6 separate regions of the Mus musculus genome follow, and regions 2, 3, 4, 5 and 6 are each linked to region 1. The links are chromatin contacts, called in public Hi-C, HiCAR-type, HiChIP or PLAC-seq and promoter capture Hi-C maps. All regions are on one chromosome and are shown on one strand. Each heading gives the region's core, a stretch centred on a gene start, on an enhancer-like site or on the middle of the called end of the contact. The rest is flanking DNA. Distances are from core to core; before and after follow the strand shown.

The links. Promoter capture Hi-C pulls out the DNA fragments that hold promoters and counts their contacts. A called contact is a pair of places that touch in the nucleus more often than the background predicts. HiCAR-type assays count read pairs that join an accessible place to other places. HiChIP or PLAC-seq counts read pairs in DNA pulled down with a chosen protein or histone mark.
Region 2: a promoter capture Hi-C map of pre-B cells shows a contact between it and region 1, with 4 times the contacts expected there. The contact joins the promoter of Tbc1d9 here to the promoter of Smarca5 in region 1. A contact is called at or near these places in 2 of 39 promoter capture datasets (the C10 cell line and pre-B cells), 1 of 484 Hi-C or Micro-C datasets (embryonic stem cells) and 2 of 115 datasets of contacts at active chromatin or transcription factors (astrocytes and embryonic stem cells).
Region 3: a HiCAR-type map of astrocytes shows a contact between it and region 1, with 4 times the contacts expected there. The contact joins the promoter of Rnf150 here to the promoter of Smarca5 in region 1. A contact is called at or near these places in 2 of 39 promoter capture datasets (hippocampal neurons and pre-B cells) and 4 of 115 datasets of contacts at active chromatin or transcription factors (SST interneurons, astrocytes, embryonic forebrain and 1 more).
Region 4: a Hi-C map of B cells shows a contact between it and region 1, with 6 read pairs. The contact joins the promoter of Elmod2 here to the promoter of Smarca5 in region 1. A contact is called at or near these places in 5 of 39 promoter capture datasets (cranial neural crest, embryonic stem cells, hippocampal neurons and 2 more), 1 of 484 Hi-C or Micro-C datasets (B cells), 1 of 115 datasets of contacts at active chromatin or transcription factors (astrocytes) and 2 of 9 other capture datasets (adipose tissue and liver).
Region 5: a contact with region 1 is called in a promoter capture Hi-C map of liver, with 5 times the contacts expected there. The contact joins the promoter of Slc10a7 here to the promoter of Smarca5 in region 1. A contact is called at or near these places in 3 of 39 promoter capture datasets (liver, maxillary cranial neural crest and pre-B cells), 1 of 484 Hi-C or Micro-C datasets (CD8 T cells) and 1 of 9 other capture datasets (liver).
Region 6: a contact with region 1 is called in an H3K27ac HiChIP or PLAC-seq map of thymic regulatory T cells, with 23 times the contacts expected there. The contact joins the promoter of Zfp330 here to the promoter of Smarca5 in region 1. A contact is called at or near these places in 6 of 39 promoter capture datasets (3T3-L1-derived adipocytes, hippocampal neurons, liver and 3 more), 3 of 484 Hi-C or Micro-C datasets (embryonic stem cells, pre-B cells and transitional/marginal zone B cells), 11 of 115 datasets of contacts at active chromatin or transcription factors (SST interneurons, T-cell acute lymphoblastic leukemia, astrocytes and 8 more) and 2 of 9 other capture datasets (adipose tissue and liver).

Annotation. Positions count from the first base shown.
Region 1 is chr8:80,736,446-80,740,903 of GRCm38.p6, reverse strand. It overlaps Smarca5 (SWI/SNF related, matrix associated, actin dependent regulator of chromatin, subfamily a, member 5), which reads left to right and starts at 1,445. Exons shown (of 24, transcript NM_053124.2): 1 at 1,445-1,981; 2 at 4,141-4,215. The coding sequence starts at 1,808.
Region 2 is chr8:83,163,284-83,167,431 of GRCm38.p6, reverse strand. Tbc1d9 (TBC1 domain family, member 9) reads right to left here and starts at 2,080. Exons shown (of 21, transcript NM_001111304.1): 1 at 1,228-2,080. The coding sequence starts at 1,357.
Region 3 is chr8:82,861,659-82,866,167 of GRCm38.p6, reverse strand. Rnf150 (ring finger protein 150) reads right to left here and starts at 2,812. Exons shown (of 7, transcript NM_177378.4): 1 at 1,678-2,812. The coding sequence starts at 2,158.
Region 4 is chr8:83,329,303-83,333,861 of GRCm38.p6, reverse strand. Elmod2 (ELMO/CED-12 domain containing 2) reads left to right here and starts at 1,376. Exons shown (of 9, transcript NM_178736.5): 1 at 1,376-1,512; 2 at 2,604-2,751. The coding sequence starts at 2,610. Gm32327 (predicted gene, 32327) reads right to left here and starts at 1,243. Exons shown (of 2, transcript NR_168721.1): 1 at 812-1,243.
Region 5 is chr8:78,507,601-78,512,142 of GRCm38.p6, reverse strand. Slc10a7 (solute carrier family 10 (sodium/bile acid cotransporter family), member 7) reads right to left here and starts at 2,815. Exons shown (of 12, transcript NM_029736.2): 1 at 2,469-2,815. The coding sequence starts at 2,568. Rbmxl1 (RNA binding motif protein, X-linked like-1) reads left to right here and starts at 3,215. Exons shown (of 2, transcript NM_001252089.1): 1 at 3,215-3,344.
Region 6 is chr8:82,771,257-82,775,454 of GRCm38.p6, reverse strand. It overlaps Zfp330 (zinc finger protein 330), which reads left to right and starts at 1,310. Exons shown (of 10, transcript NM_145600.2): 1 at 1,310-1,398; 2 at 2,444-2,575; 3 at 4,097-4,116. The coding sequence starts at 2,456.

The DNA.
Region 1 (4,458 bases), core at 196-2,695:
GTGTACACCTTTAATTCCAGCCTGGTCTAAACAGTGAGTTCCAGGACAGCCAGGGCTATAGAGAATAACCCAGTCTCACTCCCCGCCGGCAAAATATTTTTAATTATGCATATATGTGAGGGGGTTGAATCCCCTGGAACTAGACTTAACAGTTATGAGCTGACATACGGGTGCTGGGAATTGAACCAGTGCTCTTAACCTTTGAACCATCTCTTCCAGCTCCTTATATCTATTAGTTTTTGGAGACACTTTTAGTGTCTTTTAGTCTAGGCTGGCCTAGTAGCCAAGGATGACCGTGCCTACACTTCTCTAAGTGCTGGGATTTGGGGTACGAGTCACGGCATCCAGATTAAATAGTGCTAGGACTCAAGCCCAGGATTTCATGTATGCTCCCCAACAACTCACCAAATGAGCTACAGTATGTTAAACGAGAGCGTTTTCAGGTTCTCCATTTTAGTTAACGATTATTCGACTGGTTAAAACATTTGAAATTATATATGAATATTATCTATTCCAAGAAGTTTGAAAGTAACTCTGGAAAAGACTTTTTATTCAACATAGGTGGGGACTAAATAATGGGATTAATTAAGATAAAGATCTTTTGTGCCTGGGAGTAGGTGGGGGATGAATGGAACAGTGTTTATATTCCGTAGGATTCAGTAGCCTCCATGACAGCCTAAGGCAGGATAAAGAAGCAACACGAATAACGAACACTTGTTTCCTCGGTGTAGCCCTGGCTGTCCTGGAACTCGCTCTGTAGACCAGGCTGGCCTCAACTCAAGAGATCCGCCTGTCTCTGCCTCTGTAGTGCTGGGATTAAAGGTGTGCGCCACCACGCCTGGTAAACACTTCTTGAGACAAATGTGTATTTGTTTCATGCGAAAACTCGCCATCATTTGTCTGCCTTTATCTGCTGCCATTCTAACAGGGCAGCGCGTCTTCTGTCTTAACTTGAACTTGACAAACGCCGAACTCTCTAAACGAAGCCGACTGACGGAGCGAACACGCAGACTTTTTAATTCTGAGGTGATTTTTCTTCTCAGGCGTCCAACGTCACTTAACGTCACGCCCGTGAGCGAAGGCGGCAGGACGACGAAGGCCAGCCCAGGCCTTTGCTCCTTGCCTAACAGTCGCGCCGTTCCCAAGAGGGAGCCCTAGCGCGGCGGAAGACAGCGAGCCGAGCCGTTACGGGAGCGCCGAAGACCCAGCTCGCGTCACTCGGAGGAGCGGAGGCGCAAAGCACCGCCGACGCGCTTCCTCGAGGCCCCGCCCACTCGGCTCCACAGCCCGCTAGAGGCCTGGAGGAGGCGGGGCCAAGGAGGAGCATGCGCACGCGCCCTCGCGAGCCGGCCTTCTAAGGGGGAACGAGCGATCTCGCGAGGGTTGAGAGCGGGTGGCGTAGGTAGCTGTCCTGGTTGGCTGGAGAAGAGAATCCACTCCCGGAGAGGAGAAGGCGCCGGGAGGCCTCTGAGAACCTTCCGTTTTCCTTTCCCTTTCCCTCGGCCCTCCGCCTCCTCAGAGTCAGCCCGCCTTCCCTGACCTCCGTGACCCCGCTGGCCCCGCCCACTCCCGTCGACGTGATTCCCGCCGTGAGGTAAACGCCTGTGGAGCAGAGTCCCGCGGAAGAGGACGGCGAGGCGAGCGGCGCGGCTGGGCCGGCTCGGGTCGGTGGCGGAGCCCTCGCGCGTGAGAGCTTCCGGGCAGGTCTCACTCCTCCGGCGGCCCGGACGCCCGTGTCGCGCAGGCCCAAGCCGCTTCCCTCGGCGCCGCGCCTGCCCGTGGCCGCGGCGGGTGACGCAGCCGGAACATGTCGTCCGCGGTGGAGCCTCCGCCGCCCCCGCCTCCCGAGAGCGCGCCTTCCAAGCCCTCGGCGGCGGGCGCCGGCGGGAGCAGCAGCGGCAACAAAGGCGGCCCCGAGGGCGGCGCGGCGCCCGCGGCTCCGTGTGCTGCGGGCTCGGGCCCCGCGGACACCGAGATGGAGGTGAGCGCGGCCGTGCGCGGGGAGGGAGGGAGGTGGATGCTCGGCCGGCGCGTCTCCTGCTCTTCACCTTTACCTTTTCCCCTCGGTGTAGCTAGCCTAGCCCGACCGCGGATCGCTCTTACGAAACACATGTTCCTGATTACTGGGGCCGAGGGGACCCGTTTCCTCCATTGCCAGGCTCCCCCAGAACTCGCTCAATTTCTCCCGATTTAGGTTTTAGTTTGCACTAAACTTTGAGGAAGGCGAGGGAGATGCCCCTCCGGAGTGGGATTCCCGGGGCGAGGGGCGACGTTTCCCAGCGTCGCAGCTGGGGACTTGCGCCTCCAGTGCCTCATCCCCGTGCTGGCGGGGGCGGCATCTGTCTGTTCTGGGCAGAGACAATGGCGAGAGCTGGAGGGCCGAGTGCGCAGTGGGGATAAGCGGGGCGCAGCTGCTTGTGTGCAACGAGGGGAAGCCCCTCCCGGGCCCTGCTCCACCGGGAGGGGAACGAGCGTGACAGCCGCAGCACCTGTCCTGGATCCCCATCCAATTACGGGTGTATGCATGGAGAACTGAATGAATGGGAGCCTCGGGGAAGGATGATGGGCTTCTAGCTCTGCGCATTGCTTCCTTTTGAAGCCATTCGGAGGATTCGCTGTTGAACCACCTTCTTGGGGCTCCAGTGGGCCAGATGATGGTGACAATACTGGAGGAAGCGGGGAGAGAGTGGAAAATGGGGGAGCTGCCAGGCAGGTCTCTTTGGACATGCTCCCAGGCATTGAGTTGCCTGGGAACAAAGTTACTGCTTCCAATTTTTATTCTTGGCCTTGGCCTTGTTTTGAGGTATTCTGTAGTTCCAGTCTGAAGGAAGACTCCTGGGAGTTTTAATCCTCAGATTGGAAGCAATACTATAAAAGTGAACTTTAGTGCAGGATTTACACTATAAGGAAATGATGGTGCAGTCTGCATTACTTTTATGAGGCAGCTTGGGTGAAATAACGTTAATCTTTGAAACAACTTTTAGTGGGGAAGGTAGGTGTTAGTGTAATGCACCAATTTGAAGTGAATGCAGTTTCAATTTAAAAATGTACTTGATGCCCCCCCCCCCCTTTAAGGTTTTAAGTGGCCTTTTGAGTTTTTAGTGCTGTTTTACTTGGATTCTTAGATTTCTATTCCATGAAATAAAAGAATCTGGACACCAGTGACACTGGTGGCTTAGGCCTTTTAATCCCAGCACTTGGGAGGCAGAGGCAGACAGATTTCGGAGTTCCGAGTCCAGCCTGGTCTACAGATCGAGTTCCAGGACAGCCAAGGCTACACAGAGAAGCCCTGTCTCGAAAAAACAAAACAAACAAGCAGTAACTGACATAAACAGAAAAGAAAATGCGTGAAGAATAAGATTGAGAAAAAAATAGAAACTGTTGATATTCCTATACTGAGAAGACTCAGTTTACTCATCTGATTAATGAAAATACCACTTATTTTGTGTTTTCACATTTGTGTTTATATTTAAGTTTTAATTGAAAAATAGCAACTCAAAAATTAAAGTATTTTATTAGGGTTTAAATGCTCCTGGCTATTTTATTGTCCTTAAAATAATTATCATCAGACTGCTTTTCATCGTCTTAAGTGAATTTAGAGTCAGAATTAGTTTTGAGTTGAGTACACTTGCCTAATGTATTTGATGACCTTAGATACGTTTTACAGTTGGAAAAAAAGACATTGAATTATTTTTTTGGGTAATGTTCTAGGAAGTGTAAATTAGGGACTAGCTAATGCTTCCTTTCTTGTATACATTTCTATAAAATAGCACAGTAGGTAGATGGAATTTTATGATACAAAGAGAACTTTGTTCACATTCAAGTTACTTAATTTGTATTTATAATTTTATTGAAAAAATATAGATTTGTCCATATGGCTTGTATAGAAAGTAATTTTGCCTTAGGGTGTAAATGATATTTTTACCCCAAAAGTTATATAGTTTATAATTGGGAAAAGTGATTATCCCCATAGTATTTTATTTCATCCATATCAGGTTTCATGTCAGGTTATCTGATAGCCATTAAATATCTTGGGACGGGCCTTGGAGCAAGAATATTATTTACAATTTTTTTTAAAGAAATGAGTATAATGATAGTTGACAATCCTTAAACAATTTGATGATTTTCCTTTCCTACCAGGAAGTATTTGATCATGGATCACCTGGAAAGCAAAAAGAAATCCAAGAACCAGATCCTACATATGAAGAAAAAATGGTATGTTCTAGACATGTGAATACTTTATAATGAACTTCTTTGTTAAGATAATTAAATCTACTAAACTTATGTATTTACTTAGAAGCAGTCAGAATGTCAACAGAACAGCTGTTTTTTGTTTTTTTGCAGTTATAGAGTGGTATTCAGACAGAACAATTATCTTTGTATAAGCTTCATCAGAGACAACTGAAGATAAAACAAAAACAAAACTGAAAAAAACCCAAAATATTGCCCCTCCACATA
Region 2 (4,148 bases), core at 831-3,330, 2.4 Mb before region 1:
ACAGTTCAAGACCATCTACAAAATGAACTGGAACATTCTGAGGCTGCTAGTCAGGATTCTGAGACTGCTAGCCAGGATTTTCACAACAAGATCTGCAACTCTACAGATTTTTCTATATCACTGTTTTTGTTTGTTTGTTTGTTGTTTTGTTTTGTTTTGTTTTGTTTTGTTTTAAGGTGTAAAGAACATCAGGTCACCTACAAGCCATTGCTTGCGTTAGCCAAATATTTCAAACATAAGCACGCTAGCATATGCTGTACTGGAAAACATCTGAATTTTAATGTGAAAAAAAGCAGTTTATAAACATCACAGTTATGTCTTCACCTCATCAAGAACTATCCTCTCACAGCGGGCACTGTGGGAGCAATTTACCTAACACTCAAACTCTGGGAAATGCGGTCCCAACCCCGAAGATGTCAGCAGTCCATCCCATGTCTGCAGTCTCTCTCCTAGTAAACCATCTACTTATGTCTTTCACTGACTTTGGCTATAATAAATATTCTAGTACATGAAGGAAGGCCCACTATCTCTAGCACTGAAAGTCAGTATTACCTGTAACCTCCCCCTATGCAAAACAGCTAGTTAATATGGAAATAACCGGGTTATAAGAGAGAAAGATTGCTAATAATCTTGGTAACATTTTGTTGAAGGAGTTTGAGAACTAACTGAACTAGTTAAAATGCAGTTATACAGCGAATTCTTTTTATGACCAGAACCAAATAACTTGCTTTGTTTTATGTCAGATCTCATGCAACAAAAGAATTCCATTTTCCTTATTCATTCTCATAGGTCATGTAGGAAGTGACCACATCAGCCTCTTGACAGATTGCTTCCCTGGTAACAAAAGGGTATTTTATACCTAATTGCCCATAAAGACAGCTGAGTCCAAGCTAAGCATCTTCCATCTCTCTTCTCAATACATTCAGCAGTATGTTAAAGGGGGGTAGGGAGAGTATGCAACCCGGCGTTCGATTCTTAATAATTCACTCATTGCTAATTTCATCTTAACCCACTATGGGTCACCCAGAACTCAAAGACCCCATCGCCCGACAGGGTCAGGAAAGAGGCGTTTCTCTCCTAGTCTGGGGGAAAATAAAATCACAACTCGAGACACCTTCCAGGCCCCCAGACAGGGCCGGCAAAAGGCCCAGCCCCGGAGACCGGGCGGCGTCCCGGGTGTCCGCAGCCAGAGCCCCGGGCGGAGCCTCCCGCAGTGCCCGTTCTTACCCGCCAATCCGCCGCCGCCACCCCCGTCGCCCCCGTGGCCCTTCCTTCGTTGCAGAATGAAGTAGGGGTTGGCTCTCTCGGTGATCCACAGCGCGTTGGCCAGCAGTACCTCCTCCGGATTCACCCACATGGTCCTGGTGGCCGCGGGCAGTCGCACAAAGAGGCCCGCACACTGGCGCGCTCTCCCGGGCACACGCGCGCCCTCCCGCCCGTGGGTGCGGGGCCGCGACGGCCTTCAGCAGGCTGCGGCCCGCGGCTCCCGGCCCGCGACAAAGACCCAGCGGGCAGCCGGGAACGACGACGGGGATCGGGACCCAGCAAGTAGCATCCTCCCTACGGCTCCTCGCTCGCCAAGTGCACAGCCTCGCAGCCCGGCCCTGCCCACCGCAGGGCGAGCAAGCGTCGGGGCTCGGTCTCAGGGCGCGGCGGTGTTCAAGGGCGAGCTTGTGCGGGAATCCGAGCCCCCAGGGCGCCGTGATCACCAGCTGCCGAGCCCGAGATCACCGCTCGTGGACACTGCGCGTCGGGGCAACGAGCTGGAAGGACGCTCCCGGCGCTGGGAATGAATGACGACAGCGCGGCTCAGTCGCCGCGAGCCCGGGTGACCGCGGGTGGCTTCTCGCGAGCCCGGTAGGGACTGTGTGCGGAGCGCAGGGCCCCACGCCCATCCCAGCAGGGAGGAAGCTGCCCCGCTCCCAGAGCCTGCGTGTGGCGTGTGTATTCAAGGCTGACGCTCGGCGGGACAGCGCCACCCCTGCCCCGGAAACGTGTGTTCCCAGGTTCCAGACCTGGCTCTAGAGCCAGGAGTCCAAGGTGGACGCAGCCAATGGTTGGTAATGTTTTTGTTTCCTGCATCCCTGGATCAAGTCACGCGCTAAACTTGTCACCACCGGTGGCCACTCCCCTTCCATTCCTTTGTAATTAAAGTGGCCCAGCTAAATGCATTACATCACTTCTTTCCTTGACCTACAGGGCGTAAGCTATAGAGAAGTTGGAAACAGACCAAAAGCTTAAACCAACTAATTCTCCCCACAGCTGTTCCTATATTGGGCATTAGGAGCTTTGAGGGACACTAGCATTGTTTGTTTGTTTGTTTGTTTATGAAAATTAAACCAGAGGCACTCAGACCAGGCAACTTTATGCTTTTAACAATTTGTCTTTCCCTGCATTCCTGGAATCCCTTTCTGGTCTCAGCTCATTTACTGCGTATCGTACGCGACTAAATGCATTCACCCGAGAGATCGGAGAAATGTTTTCAGCCAAAGAGGTTTTCCTTTTCAGATGACCAGAGTTGTTGACTAGACTCTGCAATGGCCCAAAAGTTAGCCAATCGTGAGAATCTCCTCTTTTCAAATAACCAAACCATTCAAACACATTTTTTATGTGTGTACCTATGATTTAAATGTGTCCTTCCAACCCCAAATTCAGTCACTGTGACAGCATTAATCTGTGGGGCCATTAGAGGCAATTAGGCCGAGTGGGGTCCCTCATCAGGAATGGAGAAAGACACAGAAAGCAGCACACAGGAGTTGGGTTAGTTTATCCATCAGCTCAACTCTGTGAGGAAGCAGACAGAACCAGCAGCAGATGTGGCCCACATGGTTGTAGACTTACTGACCTTGACAACCATGCGAAATAAAAGTCTTTCCTTTAAGAGTTACTCATCTTGCCAGGTGTGGTGGCGCACGCCTTTAATCCCAGCACTCGGGAGGCAGAGGCAGGTGGATTTCTGAGTTCGGGGCCAGCCTGGTCTACAAAGTGAGTTCCAGGACAGCCAGGGCTACACAGAAAAACCCTGTCTCGAACAACAACAACAACAAAAAGAGTTACCATCTCAAGTATTTCATGACAACAGTACAGATGGACTAAGAGCGGTTTGGGTGTGTTTCTGACTGTGTTAAGGACTCTTCCAAGTAGCTGAATGAGCAAACTGGCAGCCATTCCATCAAGGCTTTGTGCCCAGCCCTGAGGGTGCTAAAGAAGTACAAGGCTCTCTTCCTGTCACCACAAGGGTCTTCTCCCTGATTTGTTTAATCATTTAGATACCTGTCCATTGACAGGGTCCCACTGTGTAGCCCAGAATGGCTTTGCACTCAAGAGCCTCTGGGCTCATGAAGCATAAGCATGAAGCTCTCTGGTTGGTCTGCACTAGCAACGGTCTGGCTTTTCACCTGTTTTTCATCTTCAGTCTCTTTAGGAGACAGACACTAGACCTTCAGGCCTTTAAAGATGCTCAACACAGTTAACAGACGCAGGTATGTTGCTTTGTGGCAGTATAATTTCTAAAACTACAATAAACCCGCCATGCTGAGAACGGAGACAGTGGGGCAGCCTGAACTCAAGTCTCTCCACCTTGAGAAAAGCATGCATTAGACTGTCTCACAGTTAAATCTAGCTTCTGTTTTTTTGTGGGTTTTTTCTGTCCTTTATGTCTTGGGTTTCTGTAATGTAGGCACTTCTATGGGCACAACGGAGAGAAAGTTTGTGCTTTCTGTCTTGTTTGGCAAACACAATAAAGATTGTTTTCCATTACCAATTTCTACTTCCTACATAGAAACTGAGGTATTGGGTTGTGGACCTAAATATTTGGTAATAGTTTGGCACTTTCAGTATTAAAATCAACAAGCAAAAAACAACAGGTACTTTCTGTAACTAGTATTTTTTTTTTCTTTTTTGAAACAGGATTTCTTTGTGTAGCCCTGGATGTCCTGGAACTCAAATGTAGACCAGGTTGGCCTCAAACTCAGAGATCTGCCTGCTTCTGTCTCTCAAATGATGGGATTAAAGGTCTTCTCCATAACTGCCCACCTTGTAAAGTAGCATTTTCAAAGAATCTACAAGGTCCCATAATCACACCATTTGTAGGATCCTTATCTTGATCACACACCTGGCTTGCTGGGCATGGTGGCGCACACCTTTAA
Region 3 (4,509 bases), core at 1,563-4,062, 2.1 Mb before region 1:
TAATTGATCCAGTGTGTCTGCTGTTCTGAAAGCGGTTTCTTAGACAGGGACAAACGATAACTATTGTGCTGTGCACAGAGAAGCTCAGCTTAAGATTCCACGCTCACACACAGAAAAACATTTATGGAACCCTTAAATTTCACTATGGAACCTTGGTGTTTACAGATCCCAGAATAACTCCTGCATGCCCTGCTTCCCACTCCCTGAATCTATATTTTCCATATTAAATGTTAATTGAAAGATGCCTTACATGACTTGGATACTCTTCCATAGTGCAAATATCCTTGGAGATCAAGTTTAAGCAGGGGCCCTATGACTCAAGGTCAGAGTGCAGGTCTCTCCCTGGGAGAGTGATTGTGCTCAAGGAAATACAGCAAATGTCTCTAACGTGCAGGGTCAGAAGTTTTCTAAGAAGGTAACGGTTTCTCCTCATGAAAACCATGCTGTTTTCTGGCTCATTTTTCATTTTGCCTCCCAACCTGTTTTCCAGAAAGTTAACAAATGCCCTTGACTACAACAGCTGGTGTTGGTTACTCTGGGCAAACTAATTGTATATTTCACGAATAGATGCTATGAACTCTTGAAAGAGAGATCTGTCTCTATAGAAAATATGTCTGCACGTACAGCCAATCTGCATGTTCCATCCCAGTTCTTTGCTTATTAGAAGCTTGGGCTTTAATTGCAACAATTGTTCTGATTGGATGACTCTGCCCAGAACGACACTCCAGTCATTTCTCCCACATCCTGCTTGCAGGAAATGCTGTGAGGGAAAAAAGGACCCACCTCTCAGGTGCCTCTGCATGAGCTTGCGCTCAAAGAAGGCAGTTTCCTATAACCAGTGGCCTGTGCTAATAAATATGAATAACATAGTCTTGTTGCTTCTGTTACTTCTCTCACGAAAACACTGTTTATAGACTGTGTTGAATTGGGGCAATCATGCTTATTTTTAGTCTGGCCCCTGTGGTCACTGACAAAGGTCTTTCTTGAGTGCATCTCGAAACCAGATGCAGGCAGAAGACAACACAGCAGTAGAAAGTAATTCTAACGTTGTGGCTATTCTTGGCTTGTTGGGCATTGCAATGTTTCACCCATGCTCCCCGTCAGTCCATCTCTCTAGATGACAACCTGGCAGAGCTTTGAATATTATTTACTTATGGTCCCAGCAAGGGGAAGGGCTCCTGAGAAGGGCTGAAACCTGACTTGGGAGAGCAGTTTGCCGATGGTCAGCTGCAGACAGGTAAGTTGACCTGCCTCTTGATACACAAACACTTGCACCAGGTATGTATATCTGATACACACAACGAAGCGCAGAGACAAGTTATTAGAACTTCCGGTTCCAAACAGGTGCTGAAACGGGTCACTAACAAGAACAATATCTCAGCCCTGTTTCCCAAATCTCACTTTCCAAATTCTCCTGGGAGAAGACACTCCACAGCTTGAACCCTCTCCCGAACCAGACTCTCCGATACTCCCCCAACATACTGAAACCTCTCATGCTTGTAACCTGTCCCCCAAGCGACGCACAACAAAACTTAATAGGTTCATACATAAGAGACTGGTCTCTGGTGCTGCACGGACTTCTCAGCCAGAGGTGCCCCGGAGGCGGTGCTAGATCTCCCTAGACGCTTCTCGGGCTCCCCTCCCCCACGTCCGCCAGGCACCCCCCGGGTTGCTCACCTGCGTGGGGCATGGTGATGGTCTCGTTTGTGTTGGAGCCCACGTTAAAGATGACCACAGCGGAGGCGTTCTGCAGGAACGCGTTCCGGATCTTATCCCTGTACGTGCAGTTGCCCTTGGGGATGAGGGCTATCCAGTGCTTGCCGTGGGCCGGCGCGGCGAACTTGGTGTTGGGGTCGCAAGCCAGGCGGTCTTGGGCCGAGCTGGCCATGACCACCTCGCCGCGCGCGTCCTGCTTGGGCGAGTGCTCCCCGTATCGCCCGCACTCGCTCTTCTCCGTGTGCAGCTCCGCGCCGCCACCGCTGCCCGCCACCGCGGCCCCGGGCTCGGGCTCCAAATAGGTGATGTTCACGAAGGCGGTGTACCATTCCTCCTTCTCCGCCACGGTGAAGTCCAGGCAGAGCAGATGCACGAAACAAAAGGAAAGCAGCCATGTTGAGAGAGCCAGACTGCGGCACGCTTGGATGAGAGACATTGTCATCTCTCTCCTCCGGGGTCCCCTCCCCGCCCCCTGCGCCCTCCCCCCGCTCCGTCCCTCCTTTCCCTGCCCCGGCCAACCCCGGGCAGCCACTCTGGTTCTCCTGTCGCTGCGACTCACTCCCTGGCCGGCGGAGCTCCGGCTGGGACGCGCAGACGCTGCGGAGACCGGATCCGGGACGAGCGGGAGAAACCCGCCCTGTCCCCTCTCAGCCGAAGCGCGGCGCTGGCATCGGGCTTCCCGGGTGATCGCGGCGCGGTCGCGGAGCGGGCGCCGCGCACTTGCGGGGGAGTCCGGCTGCCAGGCGTCCTGTTCCTTTGCCCCGTGTCGCCTTCTCTCATAGAGGTGGCGGGGTCCTCGGGTTTGGAAGGGGTGGCGGCTCTGCTTGTCGCGGCCGAGCGGGGCGGGGGTGGGGTGCTGGAGATCCTCGGTGCTGGGACTATCGGTCCCGCTGCAGACGCGGAGGTCGCTCCTGTTATGCGTGGGTTCCCATGGGCAGTAGGCGCTGCGCTTCTGGCCAGACTAGGTGGCTACGCCCGGGACACTCACTTGCCGAGGGAGGGGGAGGTACGGGGCAGATGGGATGGGGGAGAGCGTGAGGAGAGGGATACAGCGTTTTGTGTGTGTCTGTATTTGTGTGTGTGTGTGTGTGTGTGTGTGTGTGTGTGTGTGTGTGTGTGTGTGTGTGTGTGTGTGTGATGTGCGCGTGCAAGGAGGAGCTTAGTATGATGTCAAAGCTCCTGGGCTCCCCTTGCAACGCTCACTCTGTCTCTCTTCCTGGGCGTCAGCGACCTCTGCTGGGCCTCAAATTCAGGCTTCGACAGTTGCGGGCAAAAGGTAAAAAGGACCTTCAGGCCTTTGAATTGGGAACAATTAATTGAGGGAGTCTTAAATACAGCAAAGTGTAGGAACCTCTCTGGAACAGCATTTCCGTTTGCTGGAAGATGTGCAGAGAGTTCTCTGGTATTTATCCCAGCACTGATTGGTCATGAGGCCCCTCCCCCCCGCCCCCCCAGACCTGAATATTTAGGACAGTGGCTGTCAGAATTCCAGTTTTAAACCAGGACTGATCAGCATGAATTCAGGAGAATTTCACATTTATTAAGTCAGGGGTGGGGTCCTTGGTGATGCACACTCTGCTGGTCTAAGGACCAGTCTGTGGTGTGGGTAAAAGTGACTTCTTTTCCTCTGCTCTGGAAGCCAGCTCATGGCATGGCGTTAGTTTTCTTAGAAAATGGACCTCTCCTCATACTTTAAGATTGAGACATTTTGCCTCCATTCCCACTCTAATAGCCCTGCCTTAGAGGATTCACAGCGTCAGTAGGTGGTATGTGTGTGTGTGTGTGTGTGTGTGTGTGTGTGTGTGTGTGTTCGTTACCATTTTAAGCTGTGTTTTCCAGTTGTGACAGAGATTAAAAGAAACCAGTGGAGAACAGTTTCCTAGAGTCGTGTTCTAATAGCAGAATTCTTTAACAATTAGATATCTGGTTGGTTGTTACACTTCCTCATTAATGGTTTCTGTAGTTTCAGAAACCAGTAATATAAAATGTCTACTTATTTATACATACACAAATATGGTAGTGCTTAATGATTTACATTATATCTTCCACCTGGTTCTCTTTCCTGTGCCTCTCGAGAAGCACTGAGAAGCCCAGCAGTTTTTGTCACAATATACACATCCTAGGTCTGGACATCACAAAACAGAAGATGGATTCTGGATATATCCTATGTCTAAATATAATCCTCAAAGGACGAAGGACTTGAATGATTATTAGGGGACCAGTTGTTGGTAATAGGAAGGAGTTGTAGGTACAATAGATCAGACAGGTTGGTGTTTGATGTGTTCAGAAGCCATAGTGAGCTCATCAGGGGTGGAGAGAGATGAGCGATGGAAAGAATGAGATGGGATTAATGGTGGGAAGATTCTAAGTGGCCTTGCAGTTTAATCTGGGTGAGAGGAAGATTCCTGGGAGATGTCTGGACAGAAAAATGTGGTGTTATATGAGAACATCAAAGTTTTATTCTGACAGTACTGGAGGAAGGATAGAAGCAAGGAGGGCACTTAAGGAGCTGCAAAAATAATCTGGGGGGAAAGCCAAGAGAAACGCATGCTGAGGAAATGGCAGAGCATGCTAAGGAGTGACTGGCTCATGGGGGGCTCTGGAGGTGGAGTGGAGTGACTGGCTCGTGGGGGGCTCTGGAGGTGGAGTGGAGTGACTGGCTCGTGGGGGCTCTGGAGGTGGGGTAGGCACTGTTCTCTGATGCTTTGGTGAGGGTGGTAAGGAAAATACAGAAGTCAGGAAGCAACTGGTGTAGAGAATCTCTTAGATGCATCACCTGTCAATAAATAAAGG
Region 4 (4,559 bases), core at 127-2,626, 2.6 Mb before region 1:
CAAGAAGAATCTACCTTTAAAATGGAAAGGCATGCCGGGCGTGGTGGTGCATGCCTTTAATCCCAGCACTCAGGAGGCAGAGTCAGGTGGATTTCTGAGTTCGAGGCCAGCCTGGTCTACAAAGTGACAGGACAGCCAGGGCTACACAGAGAAACCCTGTCTTGAAAAAAAGAAAAATTGGAAAGGCATGTACTGCGCACTTAATCAGACCTAACACGGAGATGGATGGGGCATAGACAAGACACTGGCTTGAATATTTTTGGAAGTATAAGGAACTAATAGTGGTTGGTCCTGACAAGGGGACCAAGGAGCCAGGAATCTTGTTTGGGTAGGAGGCTAAACTGTCTGTCTGTCTGTCTATCTATCTATCTATCTATCTATCTATCTATCTATCTATCTATCTATCTATCTACTTTTTTAGGCAGATCCTTAAGTAGCCTTGAACTGCAGATCTCCCTGCCCACATCACCCTCCAGCTGGCATGTAATTACAGGCATGCATGAGCGTGCCCAATTCAGGAATTTCTTTTGTTTCATTTTTAACTTCTTTTATATTTAGCCTTCTCTCCACTTGGCTCTTTCTTATCCAACCCACCAACCCCATTATTGTGCCATCAGCCTTTTGTAATACATTCCTAACCCAGGACTTCTACATTTACTGTCCTGTGGATCAGTCTTCCTCCTGAAGCTGGCCCAGCACACTCCCTCATCTCCTCTAGTAACGCTTATCCTTACTTTGCTGATTCCGCTGTATGTAATGATCCCTTCCCCTACTCCCTAATCCCCTTAATAACTTTGTTAGGCAGCTTCACCTGATACTATGCTTTTGCTGGTTGGTTTGGCGTGCGAGTCCCTTGTAGAAGACCACCTAGCACATAAAAACCATACTTTTGAGGTTTAAAAAAAAGGCACAGATTATTCCTCCAGTAGAAACGATGTTAAGAAATGAACGTTTGATGAATTAAGTGTTCCATGTTTGTTTTCAGAGGAAAAACTCGCAACTTCTCATTGCACACACTTAGTCACGCAAGTTCTTTTGCGTCATCCATAAAGTGCCTTCGACCCAAGTTTCCTTTGTGCCTCATAAAGATGGGAAATAATCACTTCGCAGATTAGGAAATGTAAGTGAAAGTGCTGTGGTCACGCCCGCGGTGGAAGAGTCCCGGAAAGCCCAGAGCAAAGTTCCCAGGCCGAGTCCACAGGGAACTCGTTGGCGCTGGGCTGGGAGTGCGGCCGCCGCCGTTGCCATGGGAACCGTCCAGCGTCTGGCGCGCCTGCCCGCGGGCCCCTCCTTCCGCGCCGGCGATAGGCTGAGAGCGAGCCAATCGGAAGAAGACGAAGAGGCGGGGCGCGGAGCCAAGAGACACCCCGCCCCCGCAGCCTCCGTGCGGACTTCCGGGTCGCGGTGTTCGCAGGGAGCGCTCCACGTAGAGCGTCGTTTCCGTTGCCGGTGTTTGCAGCTGGGGAAACCGAGGCAGTGCCAGCTTCCCCCTAGTTCTTCCGCTCCTGTGAGGTGGCTGCTGTTTTATTTTTCTCTCACTCTGAGTTGCTGGCGTGCGGCTGCGCAAGCCTCGCTGGCGTCCCGCGGATAACCCGCAGGGTGCGGGGGCCGTCGGGGCTTTGTGCAGCGTTCCCGCGCGCGAGAGGGGCGGGACGGCGCGGTGCCCACGGGGCTCGCACTCGGTTTCCCGAGGCCCTGGGGCTCGGCGGGACGGCCTGCCTGCGCCTGGCACTTCTGCCCGCTTCGTCCCGACAAGCGCCGACGGGATGACTCATTTTAAAGATCCTGATCCGCGTGTCTGGCACCGACACCTGGTGCCTTGCCTTGCGGGGATTTCGAATTTGACAGCTCCTCGGGCCCGGGCGCAGAGAGGGTGTGTCTGCGAATCCCAGGGCTGGAGTTCCCGGTATCCCTCCTCCCCTTCGTTTAGCACCCGAAAAGAGTTTTATTGCAAGATCAGTTATATCAAGTGTATAGATTTTGTGGGGTTTTTTGTTTTTTAACCTCTTGGTGTCTCTGCCCTTCACCTACTGACTAGAACAATGATGAATTCGTCAGGATGCCATCTGCTCGGTTTCCCAACCTGTATGCTTCAGTTTGTAAGCCACTTGTAGTGTTTTCATTTGTCGGAGTCAGCTGACAGGGACAGCTGGGCGCGCTCTCAACCAAGGCTGAGAAGAGCTCATTTTTTGGGAAGCCACATCTGATGTGTGGTAGATTTGAAATTGTTGCTCGGTTGGTCCTTTTATTCTTGAACTTCTTTGTTCCAAGTTTCAAGGGATGAAAAACGGAAGTATGAATCCAAAATATTAAATATAATATTTGGCAAAAATGAAATGTGGTTATTCTTTTTAGCGATTAAATAATTTGGCCAGTTATTTGGCTACTTTTTACATTTTTTTTTCAAGTGACCATTTGGCAAATCATTATTTAAGCTGTTGTATGTTATTTCCTTGCCTGATGAATTAAACACTCACAAAATAGACACAATGGAATAATATATTTCATTATCATTTGGGGAGTTGGATCAACTTAATTTCTTTTTCAGTTTTATAATTCCAGTTTGAGACCGTTAAGCTTGTGTGTTTATATCCTCTTTCCAGGGAAACATGTTCGTGTCTCTGTGGGAGTTTTTCTATGGACACTTTTTCCGATTTTGGATGAAATGGCTCTTACGGCAGATGACTGGGAAATGTGAATTGCAGCGAATTTTTGACACCTATGGAGGGGCACAGAGGACCTACAGAATAGGTAATACCTTCAAAATAAAGAAAATTCAACATTAATTATAACCTAACTGAATTCTTCTGCTCACCCCATGGGAGTTTGATTTGAGCGAGTCACTGCAGCTGAGTTTCTTAAGCTTTGTGGTCTTTAAGTTCTTTTCATTCTACTACTGACTATTGAATTGAGCACTGAATATATAAAAAGAAACTTCCTAAAACATCCCATATGTATCCAAAAAACGAGCCTTTTGGGTGTCTTAAAAATGTATCAGTTATTATTCAGATTATATTTTCAATTGTTTACTAGAAAATTATTCTCTCTTCCATTTGAAATTTTTACACAAATGTATGAGGTAAAGATTGAAGAGTACCCCCTGGAGCTCGTGTCTCTAGCTGCATATGAATCAGAAGATGGCCTAGTCGACCATCAGTGGAAAGAGAGGCCCATTGGTCGTGCAAACTTTATATGCCTCAGTACAGGGGAACGTCAGGGCCAAGAAGTGTGGGGGGGGGGTGAGGGGGGAGGGCATGGGGGACTTTTGGGATAGTACTGGAAATGTAAATGAAGAAAATACCTAATTAAAAAAAAGATTGAAGAGTCAGTTATCTGTTTTCCTACTTTGAGGCCTCAATAATCAGTCTTCTCACTTTTGACTCTTATTTCTGAATGGACAGATTACTCATTGGTCCTAGGAAAGACTTTTAGAACCTACTTGGTCCAGGCTCACAGTGATGGCCACATGGTTCTGAGCACTTGAAGTCTGCATGATGTTAATTGAGTTGTGCTTTACCTGTAAGATACCCACTGGATTTCAAAGACTTATATGAAAAAATGTGTAAAGATGTATGATAATTGTATTTGTAATACAGTCAAGTGATAATATAAGTTGTTAGAGCAATAAAAATTGCATGTATTTTGTTTTAATATAGCTGTGGAAATGTCTATGGTATACATGGGGCTCAATTTGGCTTGTGTTATATTTCTGTCAAATGACAGTTTTTCAGTGTTTAATTGAAAATGTTGTTCTGACTTCAAACTCAGATGGCTGAGAAATGTGGTTTGAAGTTACTGTAGAAATGGTAAGAGAGACCTGGGCGGAGCCACAGCTCATGATGCTGTGTTAAGTAGAAAGTCAAGAATTAACCAGCTCCTATTTTGTGTTGATCAAAAATGCCTTGAATAAGGAATTGATGCTCTTTACGTCCAAGGGAGTGAGGTGTGGACAGCAGACCCTGTACCCAGGATGACAAGGAAGAATGGCAGAGTGTCTTGTGGCTGAATGAGGCATAAAGCACAATTCTGCACACACACACACACACACACACACACACCCCTGCACACACACTTGCTCAGAAGAACCAAGTGCCTCTTAACACAGACCTCTGCAGTCTGTACTGGTTGGCACTTTACAGTGTGGGGAAAGAGCATATTCAAAGGTTTACTTTGAGGCAAAAAGCATCTTTCTTACAATTCTCAAAAGGAGAGTGTTCTTAATAAATTCTTAAACTTTTTTTTAACAGACCAATACAAATGTTGCCATTCTTAGAAGAGAAACCAGGAATGCAGAGGCTATTCGCTCTTTGCCTAGTGAGAGGAGAGCTGGCAGACAGTCTGCTCCTTTGTTCTTGTACTGCTGAGTTGCGGGCCGCTTGCTCAGACTGACAGAGAAGAGGGTGTAGTGGGGGATATAGTCTTCAGATGAATTTCTGAGATCTTAGCAGTGGGCAAACACCCCCACTCTGGCGGTCTGCACAGAAACACACAGTTCTGGGAAAATTAGATTGTCACCAGCTTGGTACTGCATTTGGGGGATGATGGTTCCACCTTTTTCT
Region 5 (4,542 bases), core at 1,566-4,065, 2.2 Mb after region 1:
TAAATCTTCAGTTGTTGTTGTTTAGGGGTGTGCTGAAAGTGTGGCTCGAGATTGTTTTGAGTTTTGTTTTTATTGAACAGGCTTTACAGGTCAGACCACCAGTTGAAATGGTCACAGAATATAAAGCTCTCAACCAACCTAACAACCTACACAGAAAATTCCAGTCATTTGACTCTTCTTAAAGACAAGTAATTTTTATACAGGAAGAGCCCTAGAAGAAACACAGGAAGAGTTGTTGTCTAATATTTAGCTAATTAGAGTATAGAAATGTTTTTATTCCAGAGCCTTTTATCTCTTTATAGTGATCTCTCTCTCTCTCTTTCTCTCTCTCTGTTTTTACCAAAACTGTTATTATAGGTATTTGTCACTGTTATTATAAAAGAGAAAGCCCTGGTTTCCATTGTTCCCTAACTAACCTCTGATGTGGTCAGGCCTCAACATCTACAAAACCAGCACTGGGGGTTGGGGTGGGATGGGGGTGTGGTTATAGGTAGAACATGTGCTTAACATGTGTATGCCAAGACCCTGTGTTCATACCCCAATAATCTAACCAAAACATAAAGTGGCATGCTGATTTAAATTATTTTATAAGTTACTTCTAGCTGGAAATATTTATCCTGCTCCTACTTCTTAGATTTTTATTTATTTACTTGTTTGCTTATTGATTTATTTGTTTGGGGGTTTCCAGACAGAGTTTCTCTGTGTAGCCCTGGCTGTCCTCTGTAGACCAGGCTGGCCTTGAACTCAGAGATCTGCCTCCTGGTGCTGAGATTAAAGCTGTGCACCACCCCCACGAAGAAAAAAAAAGCCTATAATACTACCATAAGGATTGTTGGAAAATGAAACAGTATTTCTAAGACACAATAGTGTAAAAAAGTTCAATAAGCAGAATCCAAGGGAACAACTGAGCTCACAGAGTCCATCTTGTATCTGCCAGAACAAGAAACTCTAGGGAACTGATTCACCATCAGCAACCTTCCTGTCCACTCAGCACTGGGGAAGGCAAGGGAAAAGGCATTTGGCAAACCCAGACATGCGGGGCTATAGGCCACACACGTCAGCAGGAACTCCATCTCAATGCTGAGCAGAGATCTAGCCTCACTGTAACCAGTACAGTGGAGCATCGTAAGTAGCCTCAAAGACAGGAGCATGTCACTTCTCCCAGCTCCAGGAACAAGAGATTCCCCCTTCATTTGACTGAACTCAAAATCCCAACTTAACAGTTTCCCAAAGGCTCACAGAAAGGTTGTTTCTAAAACTAACTGGTAACTATACATACTCTATGTTGCATTTAAATTTTAAAATATGTTAAATTTAAAGGGGAAAAAATTAAATATAGAAAGCTTTCCTATCGAAATCACTGTTTAAATAATTCAATCCAAACGATTCCAGAAGTTACTCTAAATGGAGAAATTAGGGCTGGGGAAAGAAAAAACACTATTCAGAGAGATCATCCATTCACTTCTGTAAGGTTTTAATAACAAGGTAAAATTTCAAATATCTACATGGGCACCTCCTACTTGGGAAAGACTGTGTGTTCTTCTGTCCTTATTTGGGTCCATTGCATGGTTGATATATTCGATCTGCCAATAAACCTGGAACCTAACTCATGAGGTCAAAAACATATGAACTGAAGAAACTCAATTAATATCTATGAAAAGCAGAACAAGGTTGTCTGAAGGTGGGGGAGAGGGTATAAAACGCCAGTGACACGTCCCATGTTCCCACCAGTGTCCACAGGTCACATTACAAAGCTCCTACTATTCAGAGATTGGAGCGGAGGTTTTAACCCATCCACACTTCCCTGCCAAAACATACAGTGTGCATAGTCTAACACAGTCTGCAACTGTTGGACGGCTGCTGTAGTAACGGCAGCCCAGCAGCACACGGAAGTAGTGTCCCGTAAGGAAAGAGTGCAACGTGTCAGTACAATTGGGAGTTTTAGTCAGCAACTAAGGCACACTAAAAATTGAAGTTTGGAGCAAGGGTATCCTTTTTTCCTTTTTCTCCTATCCGCCGCTCCCGCCAATAATCTCCCCCAAACCCCTTTCTCTCCAACAGACTTTTTTTTGGGGGGGGGGGGCGGCAAAAGGGAGGAGTCGGAAATAGACTGGATAATGAGGTCTATTCCAGGATAGATAAAGAACTCCTGGCAACCTATAGTCCCTTGGGATGGGATGCTACTAAGAACGAGAGGAGTAACTTTCAGTTTCTGTACCCTCACTCCGGCACTGAGCAGAAGTCATTGATTGCCCGCAGAAAAGGCAACCTGCACTCCCACTCCCCTGCCCCATTCCTAATTCCCTCCTGGGCTAGCAAGTGAGAAGAACCTGCTAAAAGCCCCCCTCTCTCCCGCTGCGAGACAGAGGGCTGTGCCGCAGCCAGGGCGGCCGCTCCTCCCGGGGACTCGCCGACGAGTTCAGAAGTGGGAGCCGGCGCGCTGCAGCCGGCGGAGGTGCGGCACTTACCCCCGTTCACTCCGACCGACGGCTCGAGCTTAGCGGCGCCGATCGCCACCACTATCCCGACCATGAACCATTCTTTCCTCGCCCTCTCCAGCAGCCTCATATTTGTTAGGGCGGGTGGGTTTTGTTTATTTGTTTGGCTGGCTTGCTTTCCAAACTGCGATCCCTAAATCCCCGGGGCGTCTCCACACTTTCCTCGATCCCTCCAGACATGCAGCAGAGCAAGTCAAATTGCCACTCGTAAACTAAAGACCGAGGGGTGGCTCGGGCGGCTCCGAGGCGGGCTGGGAGTAGTAGTACCCAGTGACAGGAAAGCCTCGCTGAGCGCCGCCATCACTACCACGCACCTCAGAATAGACGCGCCCACCCGCCGAGGACCAGGGCGCAGGGGACGTAAAACGGAGGCACACCAGGAGCACGCAAGTGAGACGAGTCACGGGCTGCACTAACAGGACCCGCCGCCGTGCATACACGGCCAAGCTTGGGGAGGCCCGCAGTGGGAGAGAGGGATGAGGCGCCCCAGACGCCCAGCCTCATCATGGGTGTCGCTGCAGTAAAGCTATATTGACGGCGGCCCGAGCCCCGAGACATGCCTTGCAGAGAGCGTCTCTCACTCTGCCCTGAGCCCGAGAGACCCGCGGCGTGCGCTGGGCCGGTACCGGGCTGCGCCGTGGCGGCGGCTGCGCGCGCCAATGCCTGCTATGTCTATGCGCGTATACTCGAGACATTACGGCGACGACCGACGTCGCGTTGACGTTGCGCGGGGGGAGGGGAAGCCATTCGCGGCCTCTGGTTCTCGGCGGGAGCGGCGGCGGCAGACGCGTGTGGCGACCGGCGCGGGAAAGCGGCTTCCTAGTTAGGGAAGCGTTAGCCCCGTGGGTAGGTTGAAAATCGGTGGCCGAGCAGACGTCCGGGACGGCAGGCCCCCCGCCTTCCCGCAGCGGCGGCGGCGGGAAGGCGGGGAAGGCGGGCTGGGCCTTCCCGCCAGGTCGGTGGCCTGCCCGGGCCTTTCTGCCCGACCGCCTCCGCGGCCAAAACCCGCCTCGGGAGTGGGGAGGACGGCCGGGATGGGGCAAATCTTCCCTGGGGGGCGGTGAGAGAGCGACCCAGGCTCCTCCCCACCCGTGTGCCGCGCGTGGGCGGGCGATTCCGGAGGCCGCGTGGTGCGGGCCTTTGCCTGACCCCGAACCACTAAAGCAACAGGACAACTGAGAGGGGGCCAGGAACTCAGAACAAAAGCAGTGAGGGCCAGATCCAGGGTGGAGGGTCTGATGTCCGCCCCCTCCCCCAACCCTCGGTTTCTTGCATTGCATTTTGGCGAATCTATGACATAGTTTCACGAATGGTCTTCCGAGCATCAACCCTTCCTCTTTATGCACCCAAAGAAAGAAAGGAACAAAGTATTGTGGGACATTTTGAAGCAGCCTGGTATCAGCTACTTGAATAGTTTACTATGGAACGTAACGTTCGAAAGGGATTGTACCAGACTTTCATTCTGAATGCATTCAAAGCTTGAAAGAGACTCGGCGTGCAATTTGCTCTATTTAACTTTATCTTGCTGACATGACTCGCTATCCAAAAACTAAGCTGCTTTAAGCAGTTGTGCTATCAGTTCTCAGTTGCACAGCCCCCACTGCTCGGTAATTACGCATCAGGCAGCATGAAGAAAAGCTAATCTCAAGATAAAAAGAACTTAATAGGGAGACATTAAACAATTTACCAGGCAAAAGAAGTACATGAAATGTGATAAAGGCTTATTATAAGACAGTCACAAGGTAAGTGGAGTTCTAGGAAGTAAAATTTATAACATAATTTTCTTCAGTAATTTTGCTTGGTTCAAAAGGAAAAAAAAATCTGCCTCAGTCATCGAATACTCAAAAGGTCATCACAGATAGTGCTGCTTAAGTAAGGCTGCTCACAGAGTCTTTCTAGAGATTTTGACCTGTTTAGAACAAAATCTTAATTCATAGAATATTTTAACCGTAGTTTTGTGAATTGTATTGTCAAGGACTGTATTAGTTTGCTAGGGCTGCTATAACAAATAGTCCCCTCCCCGAGTTAGCTATACTCAGACAAT
Region 6 (4,198 bases), core at 61-2,560, 2.0 Mb before region 1:
ATGAGATGGGACTGTTTTATTAAGTAGAACTTGCAGAAAAAAAGACTGAAAAGGATGACTAAACAAGAGAATACAGAACAGAGCACAGGGTAGGAGCCTAGTAAGCCAAGACATTCATATTTCATTGACAAAACTGAGCTCTCTTCAGAGAAAGGCTTGAGGTGTGGTTATGAAAGCGAATTCCTGGAGTGCAGCAAAGATGATAACAGAAGGGGTTGGAAAAAAAGAGAGAGACCAAAACGAGTTGTCTTCCATTGGGATGTGAATGTGGTAAAGACAGAAGATGGCCTTGTTGGACATCAGTGGGAGGAGAGGCCCTTGGCCCTGAGGGTGTTTGATGTGTAGGAGAATGCAAGGGCTGGAAGCCAGGAGTGGGTGGGTGGATAGGGGAGCACCCTCAAAGAGGCAGAGGGAGGGGGATGGGATAGGGAGTTTTTGGAGGGGAGACCTGGAAAGGGAAAAACATTTGAAATGTAAATAAAAAAATATAAAAAAAAGTGGGTGGATATAACACAGCTCCACTCAAATATAGAAGGTGATAGGCAGTAAGTGATACTCACATGCAGTACTGGGAGTAATGTCAAGAACTTCCTCCCCAAAGGTAAGGTGGGAGTGAGAGTGGAACATTTACCTTCAGTGTTATTTAAAGCAAACAGTCTTGTAGGGAAGCATAGTTAGATCTCAGCCTCGGAGCAGAAGCAGAGAACGTGGGAGGATTTGCTCACAATGGAACAGAATGCACACAGCAGAGGCCAAGCAAGACACCTCCGAACTCAGTGTTGTGAGACATTAAAAAAAGCGGGGGTGGGTGGGTGGGGGGGAGGAGTGGAGGGCTCTGCAGTTTCCTGTGAGCACGCCTATAATCCTAGTGCTGAGAGACAGAGGTAATGGAGTCGTGGCTTCAAGGCCAGGGTTCCATTCATTATGTCTCAGAAAATAACAACAACAAAAATTAAAAATGTGCCATGTGAGGCTTGTCAGGCTCCCAGAAAGGAAAAGGATTTCAGAAGAGTCAGGCAAAAAATTGCTAGCAAAGTTCTTGTTCTCCTCTCAAAATTTTTTGTGGGCTCGTCTTTCTTTTCCTTTTGGACTTTTTAGCTCTCTGAGTTAAATAATAAAATCAGAATGACATAGCAGAGGCCTTGAGATGCGGCAGCTCTCTGCCCTCTACTTTCTTTGCAACGCTGGAGCCTCTTTCCATTGTAGCAAGTCCACTTCCGGGAAGGCGGGTCCTCCCCGAGGAGGGGGCGGAACATGCGGGATTCTTCCTGTTGACGTGTTCAACCTGGGCGCTCTGACATAGCAGGATATCCGGTCTCGCTCCCACCGTTGGAAACGGGCTGCTTCTGCCGTTCTAGCCCGCGGCTCGCCCTCTCCTCCGCGTCCTCGGCCACTGCGGTGAGTGGCGCGTCCCCGTGAGGCCGCGCGACGTGGGTGGGTCTGGAGAACGTGAGGGGCCCTCGGGCTGCTGGCGGGTCGCGAGCCGCGTGGCTCTTCCCGCGCCCCCGCCTCCTGGCCTCCCAGAGCCTGGAACCCAATGTCGCTCTGCTGTCACCAGGATCTAAGCTTGAACTCAAAGAAATCTCTCCTCGTTGGCACAAACAGATTCGAGGAAAAAAATAGGTCTGAGATGTCTTAGTGGGTACAGAATTCATCCACGGTCACCCGTGGCCACTCAGCCACATGCTCCAGACTTCCCTTTTAAACACTGAAGGAAGGCCCCGTGGCGTGGCCAGCATGATTAACCACTGATTAGCTCTGAAGACTGTCCTGTCCGAAAGGATTGGGGCACCAGAGTGAGAACACAGAAGCCTGGTTGTCTCTGTTGTAGTTTTTCTGTGTGCTGAAAACCAGCACTGTAAGGTTTGATGTCTGTGTGGGAAACAAACTCCAAAGCATCTGACTTGTCGAAACTGTTGCATCTAGGCACGAGGGACAGGCAGCGAAAGCCACTGTAGTACCTTAGTCTCTTAAGAGAAAATGGGTTTGTTTGCGGTCAGGCCTTGGGTTGCTGGTTATTTGTTTAGATACCATGTAGGTGACAGTGTACTGTATAATACTGTATGTCAACAGCATTAGGGCTGAGACTGTATAGCTCAAAATGGTTATTTCAACTTGGCACAAAACAAATATTTTTAGTCATTTCTTACTAATGGTGCATACATAGGTTTTTTTGAGTGAAGAGAATAATTAGGGTGAGAAAACAATTACTCTAGCTGTTTGGTTGAGGTCCTTGATGCTTATGCTGTGTGAGAGTTTGGAAGCCCAGAGGAGGGCCTTAGTTTAGGAGCCTGCAGCTGGAATAATGTGTGTGTAATGTTGCTAAAGGCTTCAGATGGGATGAGGTGCATTTAAAATTGAAAGACTGATTTAATATTTAAGGAAAGTATAGATGCTGTGTGACTGAACGCATCAATTATACCTTTCCTGTTTTCTTGTTTAGAAAGAAGGGAACATGCCGAAGAAAAAGACCGGTGCGAGGAAGAAGGCAGAGAACCGCCGAGAACGCGAGAAACAACTGCGAGCATCAAGAAGTACTGTCGACCTAGCCAAACACCCATGCAATGCTTCAATGGTGAGAGCTTTTTAAAGCAATGGCTGGTGGCTGAATGGAGGACTCTGTAGTACCATATATAGGTACCTAAAAAACATGATCAACTATGGTGTGCCCCTGTGAAGAACCTGTTAAAGGTGTCCTCAGTATTTTACTGAGTAACAATGATATTTTTATTGTTGTTAGAGTATGTATTATCAAGCCTGGCGTATCATGAATTACTGGTGACAATAGATGTTGAAGGCGAATGGGTGACAGGAACTGAGTGGGAGGCTCCAGCTTTTTTTATATATTCTTTAGCTCAGTTTTGATCATTTTCTCCTAGCCAGTCTCCATTCACTGAGTACCCTGATTTTTAGACATTTCCCATGTTCTTAACTAATTTGCTAGTCTTGAAAAAGTCAGATTGTTTTAAAATACTTCATTTTCATGACTTAATTTAGCAAATGTTTATCATTCAGGGGACCGAGTGTTCTGCCTGGGACTCTGGGTGCACCAATAATGGCAGATGATGGCAGATGGCGCACCTCCCTCTTTTGTATGTTTGTAGGATTCCCTAGTGTGTACTACTTTCTAGGACTCATTTGTTTATGAATGACAGAAACAATTTAACCTAGGGAAAAGCACCTCACTACCATAGTCCCTCCAAGTAGTGAGAAGAAGAAAGGAGCTAAGACTTGGGGACAGCTAGGCCTTGGGCCGCCCTCTGCTCTTGTTTCTTTGGCTCCTTCTGCCCCTGAGGATTGCCATGTTTTATTTGTGCAGCTTCTTGGTTTCTGGTCGAGTGCTTATATCGACCATATCTCCTATTGTGGAGGTCACAGACAAAGATTTCTCATAGGTTGGGCTCGTGCCGTTTTTTTGTCCCAGGACTGATTTATGATGTACAGGTCAGATGTCATGGTACAGATGTGACAGAGGGGATTGTGTTGTTGAATGTCAGGTTCTTTTGAGAAAAGAGGCGTGCTGGCAGACAAGACAGTGACTGGCGTGCGTACGTGCATGTCATGGAGTAGATCTTGGTATTTCAGTAAAGGGAAAGGAGCAGAGTTAGTGAGGCCTGCGGAGAAGAGGCCGGGACATGTTGGGGAAAGGCTGAGCAGTGGTGCCTTGGCTCCAGAGAGTGACAGACTGGAGAGCTTCGAACCCCGCTTAAATGGACATGCTGTGATCTTTAGTATTTCCTGTCCTTTATTCCTAGCACCCACACAATATTGGCAGATCGGATGGTTTTTAATTAAAATAGAAAATTGAGCAGGAATTTGTTTGTTTTCTGTAGTATTTGCTTTCTTTAAAACAACCAAAAGGGAATCTAGTATATTTTAACTTTTTTTGTAATATGGCTTTTTTCCCATCATTGATCACAGAGTATAAGTTTTTTTTTTACTTTTGCTAGTGGAGTATGTACAACATTTTGTACACATAGGCTGAGCTGGAAGTGGGATGTAGAACCTCTTATAGTTTAATTTGAGTCTTTATGATATAAGTAAATGTTCCATTTTAGGCTAGCAGAAAATTAATGTTATGCTTTAAATTCTACAGGAATGCGACAAATGTCAGAGGTAAATTTTCTTTTTCTTCCTGCATGAAATTGTCCTTGTGTGCTTTCTGTTGCTGTGCTATAACACTTGGGGAGGAAAGGGT